Linked DNA regions of Mus musculus: region 2 is linked to region 1. Evidence: chromatin contacts called from public promoter capture Hi-C data. All regions are on one chromosome and are shown on one strand. The core of a region is the stretch at or near the end of the contact, and the rest is flanking DNA. Distances in the headings are between cores, read along the strand shown. Region 1 has its middle 9.3 kb from the start of Fam126a. Region 2 holds the start of 5031425E22Rik (RIKEN cDNA 5031425E22 gene).

Region 1 (4,016 bases), core at 1,025-3,524:
CTGTCCTCCACTCTTTTAGACCTATAAAGTTTGAAAATCCACTTTCCACACTCAATCCCATCCTACCCTGTTTCCTTCACCCCTACTAGGACATTCTTCACTTGGAATCACTTTCTACACAATGTTCATGATGATATACCATGCAGCTTAACCAAGACCCAACCAAGAAGAAACACTCAGAAGCTTCACGGATGGCAGGCATTAAACACATGTAGACTATGACTCTCCATTGGGACTTAATAAATAATTATTGCTTCTGCATCTAAATGCTGCTGAGCAGTGATTTGCAATAACACAGACAAGCAGAGATACTTTAAAACAGCATAGCATGAAAAGGTAGAAATTAGTCATCAAGGAAATGCAAATTAAACCCACAATGAGATAGTGTTATACACACCCACTTGGATAGCTAGAATTTAAAAGACTGATACTTCAAATATTGGCAAGAATGTGGAGCAACTGTGGGTGTGTAAGAGGTACAAGCAGTTTGGAAAGTGATTTGGCAGAATCGGTAAAGGAGAGATTGTGCTGATCCCCCAGCCAGTGTTTCCACTCTTAGCCGTGTACCAGGAAAGTGCAAGTACATGTGAGCCAGAGGCGTGCACAGGATGCTCCCAAAGACATTCTCTGTCACAGTGCCTTCCCCAAGGATGAAAAGTCACACAGATGTCCCCTCAAATGGCCCAAGAAGCCAAAGCATATTCATATAGGAAAGCAGTATGCAGGGATAGACATGAACCAACCAGAGCTACAGGAAGCATATGGAGTCTGCAAAAACAATATTGAGAGACAAAGACAGAGCTGAAAGTCTAAGTCCCATATGATTTCACCTCATGAAATTGAACAGGTAGAGGTAAACTAAAGTGATTTGGCGGGGTGGGGTTGGGGACGGTGACACGGGACGGTGGTTGGCAATAGATCCAACTGGGATCGCAGTTGGTCAGCATGGTTTTTAACTTGGTTGCAGAGTGTCCCCAGTGATACTGTTGAGTAAACTGTAGTTTTGGTATTTTACTTTTTTTAACATATATGTTGTACAGTAGTCCCCCTGCCTCACCCAAGATTTTGTTTCCTAACTTTTCAGTTGCCCATGGTCCATAGTAGTATGAAAATATTAGTGGGGATCCTAGAAATGAGTCACTATGAGTTTTAAATGTTGAGCCACTCTGAACAGCACAGTGAAATCTTAGGCTGGTCTGCTGGTTACCACCAAGAACAGGAAGCATTTGTTTGTTCAGCACCATGTGTGCTGCCTGCCCATTAGCCCCTAGAGCTGTCTTAGAATCTGGACTGTCTCACTATCACAGCCTTGTTCAAGCACCATTCATTTTACTTAATAATCCCCAATGTATAAACATAGTGATGGTGGTAGTAAAATTACAGAATATACTGAAATTATTTTTATTAGATTATTGTTGTCTATTTCTCAATTTGCCTAATTTATGAGCTAGACTTCATCATGGGTATACATATATTGAGAGAAACCCATAGTATGTATAGGGTTTGATATTGGGCTCATATACCCAGGCATTCTGTGGCAAGGTTTTGGAATACGTTCTCTGTCAGGGAACAGCACACTACTGCATTTCAAAATTATCTTATTTTCTAAAGATGTTTTTGCTGTTTTTATGTGTATGGGTGTTTTACTTGCTTGCTTGTCTGCGGACCACATGCATGTAGTGCTTACAGAAGCCAGAAGAGAGCGTCAAATCGCTCAGAACGTGAGTTATAGAAGGTCGTGAGCAGCCATGTGTGTGCTAGAACTTGAACCTGGGTCCCCCGGAAGAGCAGTTGGTGCTCTTGACCACTAAGCCACATCTGCAGCCCCTGCATTTCTACTGTAGAATGTTACAGTAGCAGAGCTGGTGGGACTAACCCAGCTCCGTACAGCCTGCCGCACCTCCATCCTTTGTTTCACCTGCTTTCCTTCAATGGTCTCCCTCATTCTTCACAGTCTTGGGTCATGTCTTCTTGTCCACAGTCCTCAGAGCTCTCTAGCCCCATCCAGTGCAGATTTCTACACTTTTCTTTCCAATATTCTTTCTTAAGAATAACCATTGAATCTCCTGTAAGTTTTTGGCAGATGATCTTGCTAAAAAAATCCAACACTGCATAAGCAAAATCTTTGGGTGACTTTAAGGCTTGGAGCCATGGTCTAGCCTATGGGGTAGAGGTTTCAAGAATGACACCCTACGAATAACACAGAGTAGCTAGCCAGACCATGTCTCTGCTGGGGTAAAAAGAGAAAGTGAAAGATTGTGTGTGCTTTGGCTTTGCCAGGACAGAGGCTGAGAGACATCACGTGATGATGAACCGGGTCACTTTTACAGGTGGAAGGAGAAGCGGAAGCTGGCTTTTGTAACTGATTTTGTAGCCATGTTCTGCCCTGTTTTGGACACTTCCTTGGCATAAGTATTAGGGTGTGGTGATGACTAAGCAGATGAGAACGGAATTAAAACATGGAAGTATTATTCATATGGTGGACTCCCTTGGCCTTTAAAACCCAGAGCTGCTGTGGGGTGTGCCTCTCCTCACTATCCTGTTCATCCCTCTCTGGGCAGCTGGGCTCATGACCCACCCTTCCTCCAGTGTCTGTCTTATTCAGTTGCTTTGGGCATTAAAAAGAGCTCAGCAAGGCAACCAAAGATGTGTGTTCCTTGCTACTCCTGCTTTCTGATACATGGGAAATATTTATTTAAGTATTTTGGAGATATTTAAGGTGGCACCCAACGAAATATGAAGCTAAACATAATTGCAATATATTGTTCTTGTGAACAGAGCGAGTGGTGGGAAACGGGGCCCCTCCCATTTCCCAACATGTACCCCGTGGCTATGCAGAGAAGTGTGCAAATCTGAAAAGAAACCATAAACCAAAATGAGGCGGGGGAAGAAAGCTTGCCGTCATTTTATGTGCTCCTTTAATTTGTGTTTCTGAACTTCCTCTGTGGGCCAAGCATTTTATTACTGCAGGGGACTCAAGACAAACCACAGTTCAACTTCCTCTGGGGCAGTCATTGTTTATCACATTTACCAGCATATTTTCTGTTGCCTGGGATCTCATCTGGCAATGCAAACTGATGGACAGGCTCACGGTTCTATACTGAACATTCCCTAGTGAGGTCTTTTGGTTGCATGCACCAACAGGAGCTTCTTTGTAGGATTCAGGAGCACCTTCCTTGGTTCCTCCCCTCCTCTCCTCTCCTCTCCTCTCCTCTCCTCTCCTCTCCTCTCCTCTCCTCTCCTCTCCTCTCCTCTCCTCTCCTCTCCTCTCCTCTCCTCTCCTCTCCTCTCCTCTCCTCTCCTCTCCTCTCCTCTCCTCTCCTCTCCTCTCCTCTCCTCTCCTCTCCTCTCCTCTCCTCTCCTCTCCTCTCTTCTCTTCTCTTCTCTTCTCTTCTCTTCTCTTCTCTGGCAGGGTTTCTCTGTATGTAGCTCTGGCTGTCCTGGAACTCACAGAGATCCTCCCGCCTCTGTCTCTGCCTCCGGAGTGCTGGAGGAGTGCCTTTTAGAGAAGTTTGAATAATGCATTGGCTAAGAGTAAAAAGGAAGAATGTTTAATGGAAGTTCACTTAGGAAGAATTAACAACCAGCAATGTACAGTCTGATTTTGCCTAATCTTAAAAAAAATAATTTGTACTTCCTCTTATTTGATTATACAACTTAACATTGTGACCTGGAGAGATGGCTCAGTGGTTAAGAATGCACACTGCTCTTGCAGAGGACCTGAGTTCTATTTCCCACACCCACAGGCTGCCCACAGCAACCTTTAACTCCAGCTTCAGGGCCATTCAGTGCCCCCATGGGCACCTGCACACACATGCCCATATCCACACACAGACACATACATGCATGTATACACATAATTAAAAATAAAATAAATCTTTTATGAGACATCTTTTAGAACACTTAGTAAAATGAAAACGTATGAAGAAACAAAGGTTGTGATTTCTCCATGTTTGTGCAATGCTGGTTTGTCTTCTTGTGAAACTGTGACATTGTCACAGTTATTATAACTGTTA
Region 2 (4,266 bases), core at 718-3,217, 610 kb after region 1:
GCGGTCTCTCTCCTACAAAGAGAGATGCCCAAGGCGTTCTTTTAACCCCTTTCACATTTAAGAGAACATTATGCCACCGAATGGCAGGGAACAAGGGCAGGAAGAAGAAAATGGGGCCTAAACGTCTTCTCTCTGCACCCGAACAAGATGCAGCTGGAGGAGGGGAGAGCTGGCAGCTCGCGGGACCTCTCCGACACCAGTCACAAGCCTCCTTCCTCACCCCGGAGGCCTGAATCCGCTACCAGGGAGGAGGGCGCCCCCTCCCTAACTCCCACTCTCAAGGGGGTTTAACTGCCAGTTTCCCCTTCCACAACCCCAAAACCCGCCATAATGCCCCAGTGCCAGGGACAGGCAGGAGAAAGGACAAATTCCATTTCCACAAGCGACGTGGCCCCAGCACAGGCGCCTGGGGTTCAGTGTGGACGCCCGGCTCCCGAAGGACAGCGACCCTCTCTCCCTAGAGCCCTAAGTCCCCCCACCGTGGACCCCACGACACCCACAGACACGACAGGCACTGACCTGTGATGGTCACACACCAGACACCCGAACCCTGTTATCGGCTCGACCCCGGGCGAGGTTCTCCACACCTCAGCGCTCGGTCGACCCCCGACGACAGCCACTGCGGTCGCAGAACCGACTCCACACCCCCTCCCCAAGCAGCAGCGCGCAGCGTCTTCAGTGGGAACCCAAGAGTCGGGCACTGCGGGCCACGGCAGGAATGACGAGGAGACGCTGAGGCTGCTCCGAGTGTCTATGCCCCCTCTGCTGCCGCTCCCGAACGCAGGCTCGATCTCCGACTCGGCCCCCTGCGCCCGCTCAGTGTCACTGCTTCTCGCTCTGGGAAAATGGCGGCGGCGACGGCGGCGGCGGCGGCGGCAGCGGCGGCGGCGGCGGCGGCAAGCGCACGGGGCCCGCCCGCCCCGCTCCGCAGGGGCAGGGGGGAGGGGACGAAGCTACTCGCCGCCATCTTGGTTATGGGCTGCGGCCCGACGCGGCCTCTCCGCCGAGGCGTGGAGACGTCACGCTAGAGGCCGCGAGCTGGCCAGACACTCCGTCTTTCCCACAACAGGTGCATTCATCCATCCGCCGACGGTTGGGGAGGTCTTGCTAGCTGGTGGGCTTGGCTCTTTACCCGTTGTCCCCGAGTAGCCCTCAAGCCTGGATGTAGGTGAGCGTGAGGATGCTACTAGTGGGTAGAAGGATGACAGCAGGGACGGGGACGACCCCCCTCCCATCACTTCCTAAGGTGATGCACTTGCTCCTACCCCCCAAGCAGCCTCAGTCCCGGCAGCCCCCTCCCCCCGGCCTGGCCTGCCAGCTCAGGGTGAGCCCGGTCGGATTGTCACTCGACGCCCACTAGTGGCTGAGGAGGCTCCAGTGCGCAGGCTCCGGGCACCGGATAAAAGCGGAGCTGGCGAGTCCCGCGCTGTCTCGATGGAGGAGCGAGAAACGCAAGAGGTCGGGGGGAGAAGCCGCAGAAAAAATTGCAGCCATCGTCAGCGCCGCCTCCCTGCCACCGTGTATGGGGTAAAAGCTGCCGTTGCCGCTGCCGGTGCAGTCGCTGCCGCCGCCTCCTATACTTCTTAGCACCGGGGAAGGATTCCCCGCCGCGGGACAGTGTGCTGGGCGGGGAGCGGGAGTTCGTTTGTGTGGCGGTGATTAAACGAGGGAGGGACAGAGCTGGTTTCTCGAACCGAAAAGGGGAGGCCAAGGAACAAAACAGGGTTCTCCACTAAAATCACACAGCGATTACGGATCTGGCTTTGGGGGCCTTTCCCCGGAATGGCGGTTTCCGTCTTCTTGGCCCGCAGCACGACCTTGGGTGCTCCGTAAGAGGAGTGGGGAGAGGCAGAGGCGGTGTCGGCAGCCAATCGGCGTCTGGTGATTTCTGTCGGGCGCGTAGGGATTGGCTGACGATGACCTCATGCTGCAGCAGCGGGTGGGGCCAGAGTCGTCGGGGGTGGCTGTTGCAAAGGCAGAGAGTGAGAAGTGATGACGGTGATCGTTGTCGCCGCGTCTTCTGTGGAACCCAAGCAGTGCCGAAGGAAGTCGCAAGGCTCTTCCCCGACCTTTTGCTCCTCTCCCTGCGCGAGGTGAGGGCCCTGGCTCGGCCTCTGCGAGACTTTGGGGCGCTGGTGCGGCCGTGGAGGCGCAATTTCTCCTGTGACTTTTGTAACTGCGTCAGGGCAAGATGGCGCTGGGTCTCCTTGGGGCGCGGGGGGAGAGGCACGTCCACCGCCGCCGCAGCGCATGTGACCGGCTGCATTCCTGTGGGGTTTGGCGGGGACCCAGGCAGGGCGGGGGAGGGGACCGGGTTTGGGCGGAGGAGATGGTGGTGCGGTCGGCGTTGGCTGCCCGAAGAGGAAGAGATGACTGTTTGAAAGCTCTTCCCCTCCCCCACTCCCCGCAGCAGAACTGCTGCGGGGGGGGGGGGAGCCCCTGAAAGGACACTCCTTTCGGGGTGTGCCAGCCACTGGTGGAGGAGAAGGTTTGACGCCTTCTTATATCTGCCTTTCTCCTTGCAAAGTATGCTTACGTAAGGTGGCAGTTCCCTCCTGTAAGCCAACTAGGAGGCCCTGAGTGTCACTGGTATGGGTAACAAGGACAGGTTAGGCTCTGAAGGCACCACAGGTAGGAGTGTTGATTATTTCAGACAAAACATAAAGTTTGGGGGGTCTGAATAGAAGACTACAGCATTCTCAGAGTTTGAAAGCAAGTGAATAACACCCAGGAACACTTAGGGTTTCTAGGCAGACAGCGATTAAGGACTGCATCACAGTCTGAACGGAAGGGCCCTGTCAAACCTTCTCCTTAGATTCTTTGTGTTCATTACCCTCCCTGTCTGTACATCCCGTGAGAGAGTTTAAGTAATCTTACTGGTGAGGGTTGCCTTTTCAAATATAAGTATTCTTAGTAATTTTAGTATTTTGTTCTGTATGAAACTGAAAGGTCATTTTCTATACTTCACGTTGCATTTTGTCGTCCTTTTAAAAATAAAAAATGGAATTACAAATGCTTCTGGTAAATATTCGTTAAAGCTCTCTATCCTGCGTCTTTAAAGCACATTTGCAATAGCATAAAACGTATTTTTAGTGGGACTTAGGGATGGGAATGAGGGCTCGAATGGGTTTTGCTATTTAATAGCCTAGACTAGCTTGGAACTCATACTCCTGCCCACCCTCCTATTGCTAGGATTACAGGCTCTGCCTGGGTACTATTTCAACAAAACACTGTATTTGGTGCTGAGAGAAAATGAATGCCTACTAGGCCTAGAAACTTCATTAACCTGGGCCATGGTTATGTTAATTTATGTTTATTTTTAGCGGTAGACTCTTTGTAGTTGGAAATCAAGATTTGGTTTGTAGCATTTTTGTTATTAGGTAACAATGAGAATGAGCGAAAGTCAGTATTTTAAATGGAGTTATGTATTACAAAGAGTTTAACAAATTCAAAGCTTTTTGTTCCTGCTTATCTATTAAAATGGACATTTTGTATAATTGTGGAATAACCTTTTTTGTTTCTCTGTCAATTCCCTTGCTCCTTTATCCTAACATCATTTTTTTTTCCTTAGAAAAAGAACTAAATATGAAGCCGTTTGTGTTAATAAGGGAAAGAGGCCATTTTTTAGGCAAATGGAGATGAATCCTTTGTATGCTTCCAAATTCCTTCCAGTTATTGACTCCATGAAATTCATAAACTCTTAATATTTCTTTACCTTTTTTTTAAACTGGCATTTCAAATTCTTGAGCTAGACATGATAGCACAAAGTCATCTCAAAAAGATTACAGAATAGTACACAACCTTTATTTTTATTTATTGTTCACTTGTAATCTTAACAACAAATTTGCTGAGGTGCTAAAATACTTATCATCTCAAAGTAGACGTGTGTATTTGTTCCTGTCTGGAGGAACCCTTCCCACCCACGTCCAGGAAGACAGCTTTAGTGTCCTCCATGCCTCTTCAAACTCCTCACGTGCTTTGGTCCATTGTTCATAATGGTGACCAAACGCACTGATAGACAATTGATAAGAGCTTGGGTGGACTCGAACTCCTTTAGAGATTATAAGATTAAACACTGTCCTAATGGACTATAAACTAAAAATACTGGCTCGAGTTTTTCCAGAGGCTGTTTTGAACAGAGTTTAGATGAGAGGAAACGATAATATAGTGGTAGGCAAGCAGGCCGGCAGAAGCTGATGATGGCCATGCTCGAGACAGTTCTGCAAAGACTGGGAAGAAAAGCTATTTTTGGATGCTATTAAATAT

The links. Promoter capture Hi-C pulls out the DNA fragments that hold promoters and counts their contacts.
Region 2: a contact with region 1 is called in a promoter capture Hi-C map of pre-B cells. The contact joins the promoter of 5031425E22Rik here to the enhancer-like site in region 1. A contact is called at or near these places in 2 of 39 promoter capture datasets (cranial neural crest and pre-B cells), 2 of 115 datasets of contacts at active chromatin or transcription factors (microglia and thymic regulatory T cells) and 1 of 9 other capture datasets (liver).

Annotation. Positions count from the first base shown.
Region 1 is chr5:24,037,984-24,041,999 of GRCm38.p6, reverse strand. No RefSeq gene overlaps it. Among named protein-coding and RNA genes, the nearest start is that of Fam126a, 9.3 kb to the right of the region's middle. Within about 2 kb of position 2,274, at least 144 of the 459 cell types and tissues checked have an H3K27ac peak or open chromatin away from gene starts, as enhancers often do. A contact at or near this core is called in liver and pre-B cells, where this site is marked.
Region 2 is chr5:23,431,037-23,435,302 of GRCm38.p6, reverse strand. It overlaps 5031425E22Rik (RIKEN cDNA 5031425E22 gene), which reads left to right and starts at 1,967. Exons shown (of 3, transcript NR_165300.1): 1 at 1,967-2,093. Kmt2e (lysine (K)-specific methyltransferase 2E) reads right to left here and starts at 839. Exons shown (of 26, transcript NM_026984.2): 1 at 520-839.